Linked DNA regions of Mus musculus: region 2 is linked to region 1. Evidence: chromatin contacts called from public Hi-C data. All regions are on one chromosome and are shown on one strand. The core of a region is the stretch at or near the end of the contact, and the rest is flanking DNA. Distances in the headings are between cores, read along the strand shown. Region 1 overlaps Myof (myoferlin). Region 2 overlaps Myof (myoferlin).

What was found. A called contact is a pair of places that touch in the nucleus more often than the background predicts.
Region 2: a Hi-C map of bone marrow-derived macrophages shows a contact between it and region 1, with 67 read pairs. A contact is called at or near these places in 22 of 39 promoter capture datasets (the 3T3-L1 cell line, the C10 cell line, the HPC-7 cell line and 13 more), 215 of 484 Hi-C or Micro-C datasets (the 3T3-L1 cell line, 3T3-L1-derived adipocytes, the 4T1 cell line and 112 more), 52 of 130 datasets of targeted methods (the 230-238 cell line, CD8 T cells, the NIH/3T3 cell line and 32 more) and 7 of 9 other capture datasets (adipose tissue, bone marrow-derived macrophages, embryonic stem cells and 4 more).

The regions. Positions count from the first base shown.
Region 1 is chr19:37,954,784-37,958,408 of GRCm38.p6, forward strand. Myof (myoferlin) reads right to left here. Exons shown (of 54, transcript NM_001302140.1): 22 at 1,660-1,766. Among named protein-coding and RNA genes, the nearest start is that of Gm52397, 29 kb to the right of the region's middle.
Region 2 is chr19:38,031,489-38,034,725 of GRCm38.p6, forward strand. The region is part of intron 1 of Myof (myoferlin); the gene reads right to left. Among named protein-coding and RNA genes, the nearest start is that of Myof, 10 kb to the right of the region's middle.

The DNA.
Region 1 (3,625 bases), core at 223-2,722:
TTTAAATATCCCCAGTACCGTCATCTTCATCACCGTCATCCTCTCAGACGGTTCTCAGAGAGCTCCAGAAGATAAGAAGGACCACTTGTATAGGACAATTTTCAGCCAAGTTAAGAGTCCACAAGAAAAACAGGGACAGCTGAGTGAGTGACTCAGATTAGCCACATGTCAGCTGTGCCTCTCTCTCTCTCACTGTGGAAGTAGGTGAAACCACAGGGCAAGACTGTCACCAGTACCAGGAAATTCGACTCATTGTCCCCACTTAGAATTTACATTATTTGCATGCCACCCAGCTCCTTATATGAAGGATATCCTAGCATGGTTTTCCTCAAACATGGAATTTCCTGCGACAGAACATTTAGAAAGATGCCAGCTTGCTTCTTTGAAGCCAGCATGTGTTCTCATGCCTGGGCTTTCTTTGGCAAATCACAGGCATTTTCCATGTGAAAGCTGTCGCTGTATGTTTTTGTTTGATTTCATTAACTTCTGTGGCACCGTGTGTATAAAGGTTTAAGATCCTGCGGTGGCCACATAAGGCAAAAATTCACGGGAGTGCTGTTGAGCTCCGAAGTCACACTTGAGCCCTTTGAAAGTGAGATGCTGGCCATTAAGTGGGTAAATAATTCCCAGTGTCACTGCGGTCTCCCTTCTTTCTTATCTGTAATTTAGAGGTCACTCCTTAGGGAATCCCTAAGTCTCTCAGCTTTGAGTGGTCACAAAGCCAGTGGGGCTTGATTTTAGCTGTTTGTCAATGACCTGAATAAACCACTAGGGGGCGCAAGAGGACGGGATGACTAAGGGCCTTACCCCAGAAGGGGAAATGTCTGCTTCCAGAGCTTGAGAGGTGTAGTCCATGCTCTTTTCTTTTCGACCTTCCCTGTTCGTGGCTTTATTAGCCAACATTTAAAATGAGGTTGGAATGAGTCACTTTCCCTTTTGATTTCTAAATGCCAAAAGTTACTTCTTAAGTCACAGCTATGAAATGTCCTCTGGCTAAGTCTGTGTCCTGGATTTGTCTAACGTGGTGTGTGTGTGTGTGTGTGTGTGTGTGTGTGTGTTGTTGTTGTTGTTGTTGCTGTTGTTGTTGTTATTGTTGCTGTTTCTTGTTTATTTCTTAGTGTATAATGAATTTGCGCGTCATCCTTGCTTAGGGCCCATTCTAACTATCTGTTACTCCTGTTTTTAGTGTTAACTGTTTCTGAAGGATGGCAGAGTGCTTGAAACACTTAACAACAACAACAGCAGCAGCAGCAAGCTATTTCTAAAGACATGAGTTAGGAACATTGTTCTGAGTGGTGGAAGCCATGTTCCTATATCCCTGTGGAAGTCAGGAGTCCTTCTGCAGAAAGGTTAGCTCAGGCTATTTCTCTTCCCTCTCTTCCACTCCCACCCTTTGCCTCAGGCTGCTGGGCCAGCTTCCGGTAGTCCAGCCTGGGCCTACTTGGGCTACTTTAGACTTGGCACCAAACCAGAGAATGGAGGTTTTCCGGGTGATTCAGAAACTTCTCCTGGGCTGGGGTGGGACTTTCAAGGAGCCCAAAACAATGCTCAAACGCATTTTTTTTTCCAGAGAAATACTTGACAAGATTGGAAAAGCACCTACAGTCTTAGAATTCAGGGCATGCTGGGGACGTGCAGATAGGAAGAGGATTACTGTACCTCGTGTCTTCTATAACTTCATCTATCAGCTTCAGCCACACCTCCGCCAACTGGTTTGCAGGAATTTTACCCTGGATCCCTGATTTTACAGCCTCTATGTTTGATTGCTGAAGAATCAAGAAAGAGGAGAGATAATTGTGTAATTCTGCCATTATGTCCAAGAAAGTGTTATTTCCAAGGCAGGGTAGAGGGTGAGTAGAGGGGTAGGGACATAAAAAGATTTCGTTACAGAAAGCCAGAGGGCTTTGTTCTCACTCACTGATACTTACCATAGCCTCGTGCTATTTACTTTTATTCAAAATGCAATCAACACTGATAAGTTTAAGCAATAGAGAAAGCCTTGTCTTGTATTTTGACCTTTGGAACTATGTAAATATTTTATGTACTCCAAAAATAAACAGGAAGAAACCATCAGGAATAGGTGAGGGAACCCTCAAAAGGATATATATGTAAATAGTATGGACTCAGTTATATTTCAGATGGACAGTTGAACTAACCCACACGTAACCTTTGGAAACAGCATTTTAACTATCTGTCCTTAGTTTCAAGGCAAAGGCAACCCAACTGCATCAAACATGAATCATTGTGAACTTGTTCACAGTGGTGGACGTAGGGAGTTTAAGTTTGAACAAATCAACCATTACAGTTAGGATGGCAGAAGCTGGAATCTCACTGTAGGCAAGAGTTTTAATCTTACTACCAAGGTAAGTCCTTGGTGGTAGATTAAAATTGGAGGCACTGTTCTGGCCTTCAACATTTTAACAGATATAGAAATAAATATATGCATATATGTATGTATGTATATGCACATGCAAATGAGTGTGACCGTGAACTTCTTGGTTGGCAAGGCCTATAAGCAACAATATAGCAGCAGCGTGAGCACTCTAGATCTTGTTTTTCAAATGTCACTTCCTATTAAAGGGACCACAGCATCTTAGAGAAACGGTTATTTCAGGGCTGGAGTTGAGAAAGTACAAGCTAAGCCCAGAACATGCTGATGTGCTCGAGTTGAGCATCTGCCAACAGAGAGGGGAAGGGAGTGCCCGCTAGGCCTAGCCAAAGTCCTGGTCATGGAAAGCCACTCTCTTTGTCACGACTAGGCCTGAACTCAGACAATTTGGTCAGTGGAGGGAGATGATAAGGAGAATCAGGGCAAGAAACCCCCCCGAGGAATGGCCCCAACATAATTAGAAGTTTGGCCAGTTCTCCACCAACTCCCTTGAGGAAGGAAAATGAAAACTAATAAAAAAAATATAGTATTTTGGGCTGGAGAGATGCCTCGATAGTTAAGAGCACTGACTACTCTTCCAGAGGTCCTGAGTCCATCAATTCCCAGCAACCACATGGTGGCCCACAACCGTCTGTAATGGGATCCAATGCCCTCTTCTGGTGTGTCTGAAGAGAGTGGCAGTGTATTCATAAACATAAAATAAATAAATCTAAAAAATATTTCATGTCAATTTCAACTTTATTTTTACAAATATTAATTTTAAATTTTATAAATTAAAACCTATAAATTTTAATTTAATTTTTTTCATTTTTTAATTCTATATGCACGAGTGTTTTGCCAACATGTATGTCTGTGCACCACACATATGCCTGGTGCTTTTGGAAGCCAAAAAAAGAGCAACAGATCCCTTGGAATGGGAGCTATAGGTGATTTTGAGCTGCCATGTGAGTTCCAGGAAGAGAACCCAGGTCCTCTGGAAGAGAAGCAAATGTTCTTAGTCACAGAACTGTCTATCTATTCCCCTCCATTTCACCTTTACGAAATGGGAAATTACACTGAAGTTCAATTATCCTTCTATATTGGTGCTCCCACCCCCGACACCTGGAGGCCTTTTATTTGTAAGTATGTTTGCCTCGTCATGGTCTGCGGCACTCCCTGGGGCTGTCAGCACGATGAAACCAAGTGATGGGTTTGAGCTGCATGTTCAATCTGGGGCTGATCACCCCACACTCATGA
Region 2 (3,237 bases), core at 378-2,877, 77 kb after region 1:
GGCCACAGACAGACATGGCTGAGATAACACTCAGCTCTGCATAGGAAACAACTGTATGATGGCCTCAGAAGAGGAGAGTGTGGTGGTAAAACCCCACCTCTGCCTGAACCTGCTATGAGAATCTTACCTAGATACTTAACCCATTCTACTTAAGACAGCTTCTCTAGCTGGAAAAGATTTCACTTCTGGGCTGAAGAGAAGGCTCAGTGGTAAGAGCACATACTGAGCAAGCATGGGGACTTGAGTTGGGATCTTCAGAACCCTTGTAAAAGAAAATGGATGTAGATGCATGTGCCTGTAATTCTAGCAACTGGGGTTGTAGATGCTTGTACCTGAAATCCTAGCAATTGGGGTTGTAGATGCTTGTACCTGTAGTCCTAGCAATTGGGGTTAGAAGATTGAAAAGGCTTGGTGGCTTCCAGTCTAGCCTAGCCTAAAAGTTCAAGCTTCAGTGAGAGATCCTATCTTAAAGGAATGAGGTGGAGAGCAAGAGAGGATGCTCAGAGTTCTCCTTTGACCTCCACATGCTTATGCAAGCATACCTTCCTGCATACACATTAACGAGCAGACACACACCTTAAAGAAAGACTTTATAGCCAGGAGGTGGTGGTGGGTCATACCTTTAATCCCAGCTCTCTAGAGTCAGAGAAAGGTGGATTTCTGTGAGTATGAGGCCAGCCTGGTCTACAGAATAGACAGAGTCACACCTAGAAATCCTGTCTCACACCCCCCCCCAACACACACACACACTTTTTCTATTTTCAGTGAATAAAATTAATTAATTAAAATGTAATTAATAAATAAAAATAAAGCAGTTACATAGTCCATAAAAACTGTCAAGTTCTCATCCTCAATGTGACCTGCACATGAAGACAACTTAAACATTTGATTAGGGGCTGGAGAGATGGCTCAGTGGTTAAGAGCACTAGCTGTTCTTCCTAAAGACCCAGGTTCAATTCCCAGCACCCACATGGCAGTTTACAACTGTCTATGACTCCAGTTCCAGGAGGTCTGACACCCACACACAGACATACATGCAATCAACACACCAATACACATAAAATAAAATAAAAATAAATAAATAAATCTTTAAAAAAACAACAAAAATTTGATTCATCAAACTCTGCTTTGCTTGCAGCATAGCATTTAGGCTGCCTGTGGGCACAATCCCAGCCTAGCTCGATCCAGACTCTCCAAAGAGCTAGAAGATGCCTGACCTAACAGCCTTCACCCAGAGTTACTGAATACTTGTATTTGTAAGGCCCAGGCAGAAATCATCAAAAGGGCGCAGAGACAGGGAGGGGCCAGGCAGGGAGGAAGGATGAGCAGAACCATAACTTCCTACATTGTTAGTGAAAAGAAAGATGGCAGAACTGTTTTCCCAATTTCTATGCAGGACTACTGGGATGAAAAAAGATGGCGTAGGTTAAAAAAAAAAAAAAAAACCAGAAATCTGTGGTTAAAACAGAATGGGGCCTCACCCTGCCAGTTAAATATGAGATTTAAAAAAAAAAATGCTTTGTGTAAAATAGGTTAGGCCTTTATTTCCTGCTAATAAAATAGCCTGATCTAGATTATCAGTGGAACTGATTCGCTGCTAAGCTATTTCACCTCTGTGCCTCTGAGTCACACAGCCTGTCATAAATGCTTGCATTACCTTGTGACAAAGCTCGGCCAGGAGGGCTAGGCTTTGTTCCTTCTCTCCCTGTCTTAAAAACATTCTTTTGTCCTTGGTAAATTTCTCTCTGCTTTCTGACTTGATCCAAATGATGCCAGCATACTGAACAACTCAACCCCTCCAGAGGGGCCGCCAGAGTATTCATTCGGCTTGGTGTCATGGTCCAGTTATGTATATTCTCCTCATGGGAACTGAGCTCCATCAGAGCCCAGGGACAATCTGGAATGCAATTAAACCCAGCCCTGCCTCTGCCCAAGTCCTCTGCATGGAACATGAAGGTGAAAGAAGACGTCCCTACGAGAACCCTGAGGATTCAGCAGTGGAGGTGCGTGCTGCGTGAGCACTAAGGGGCGAGAGAGCGGCGTGAGCTGATTCCTCAGGCTGCTTCCAGTCCAAGCCCCCTGAAGATTCAGCAGCAGTCAACACTCAGTGCCCTTTGCTCCCACTGCCTCAGTGCGAATGCTCGCACATGCGCTGTGTGGGGTAGTGACAATTACACCTTCCATTTGACAGATGAGGCCACCGGATCTGCAGGTTCTAGCAACCATAAGCAAGTGGAAGACCTGGTCACTCAGCTGCTGGGGCCATCTGCTGCAATCTCTGCTGCCATCCCTATAGGCCATCAGTGACCACGTGCGGATATGTACATTTAAACTAGTTGCACTTAAGAGTAAAATTTCAAGCCCTTGGTCATAGTGGCTGCATTTTGGTGATTGGAAACCACATGTGGCTAGTGGCTTCCTGTCACACAGGGTGGATCTTAACTATTTCCACACCACAGGAAGCTCCATTGGACAGAAAGTCTCTAGATAAACCTGAAAATGAGTGCTGGATGGCTTTAAAAAGGGGGGGGAGGGGTTGATTGATTGATTGACTGATTGACTGATTTCAGGGCTTTGTCTGCATGCATGTCTGCATTCCAGAAGGAAAGCATCAGATTCCATTATAGGTGCTTGTGAGCTGCTATGTGGGTGCTGGGACTTGAACTCAGGACCTCTGAAAAAACAGCCAGTGCTCTTAAGCACTGAGCCATCTCTCCAGCCCTCTAAATGACATTTTTTAAATTAGTAAAATATTCTGATTTGAGCAAGTTGACTGTTGTTTTCTTCATTAATTAATTTCTTTATTTACTTTATATCCTGATCGAGGCTTGTCCTCCTTCCTCTCCTCCCAGTGCCTCCATCTTCCCTCTCCTCCCTCCATCCCTCCCTCTCTCTCTCTCTCTTTACAGAAAGGGAGGCCTCCCAGGGATATCAACCCACCTTGGCATATTAAGCTGTAGTAAGACTAGGTGCATCTTCTCCTATTGAGGCTACTAGATAAGGCAGTTAGGGGAAAGGGCTCCAAAGGCAGGCAACAGTCAGAGACAGCCCCTGCTCCAGCTGTTAGGAGTCCCACATGAAGACCAAGCTGCACATCTGTTACATATGTATAGGGGGCCTAGGTCTGTCCCACCCGTGCTCTCTGGTAGGTGTTTCAGTCTCAGTGAGCCCCTAGCTGACTGGTCATTTTAACTCGACTAGACTCAGGGTAGCCTTCTAAAGGAGAGCTGCACACCA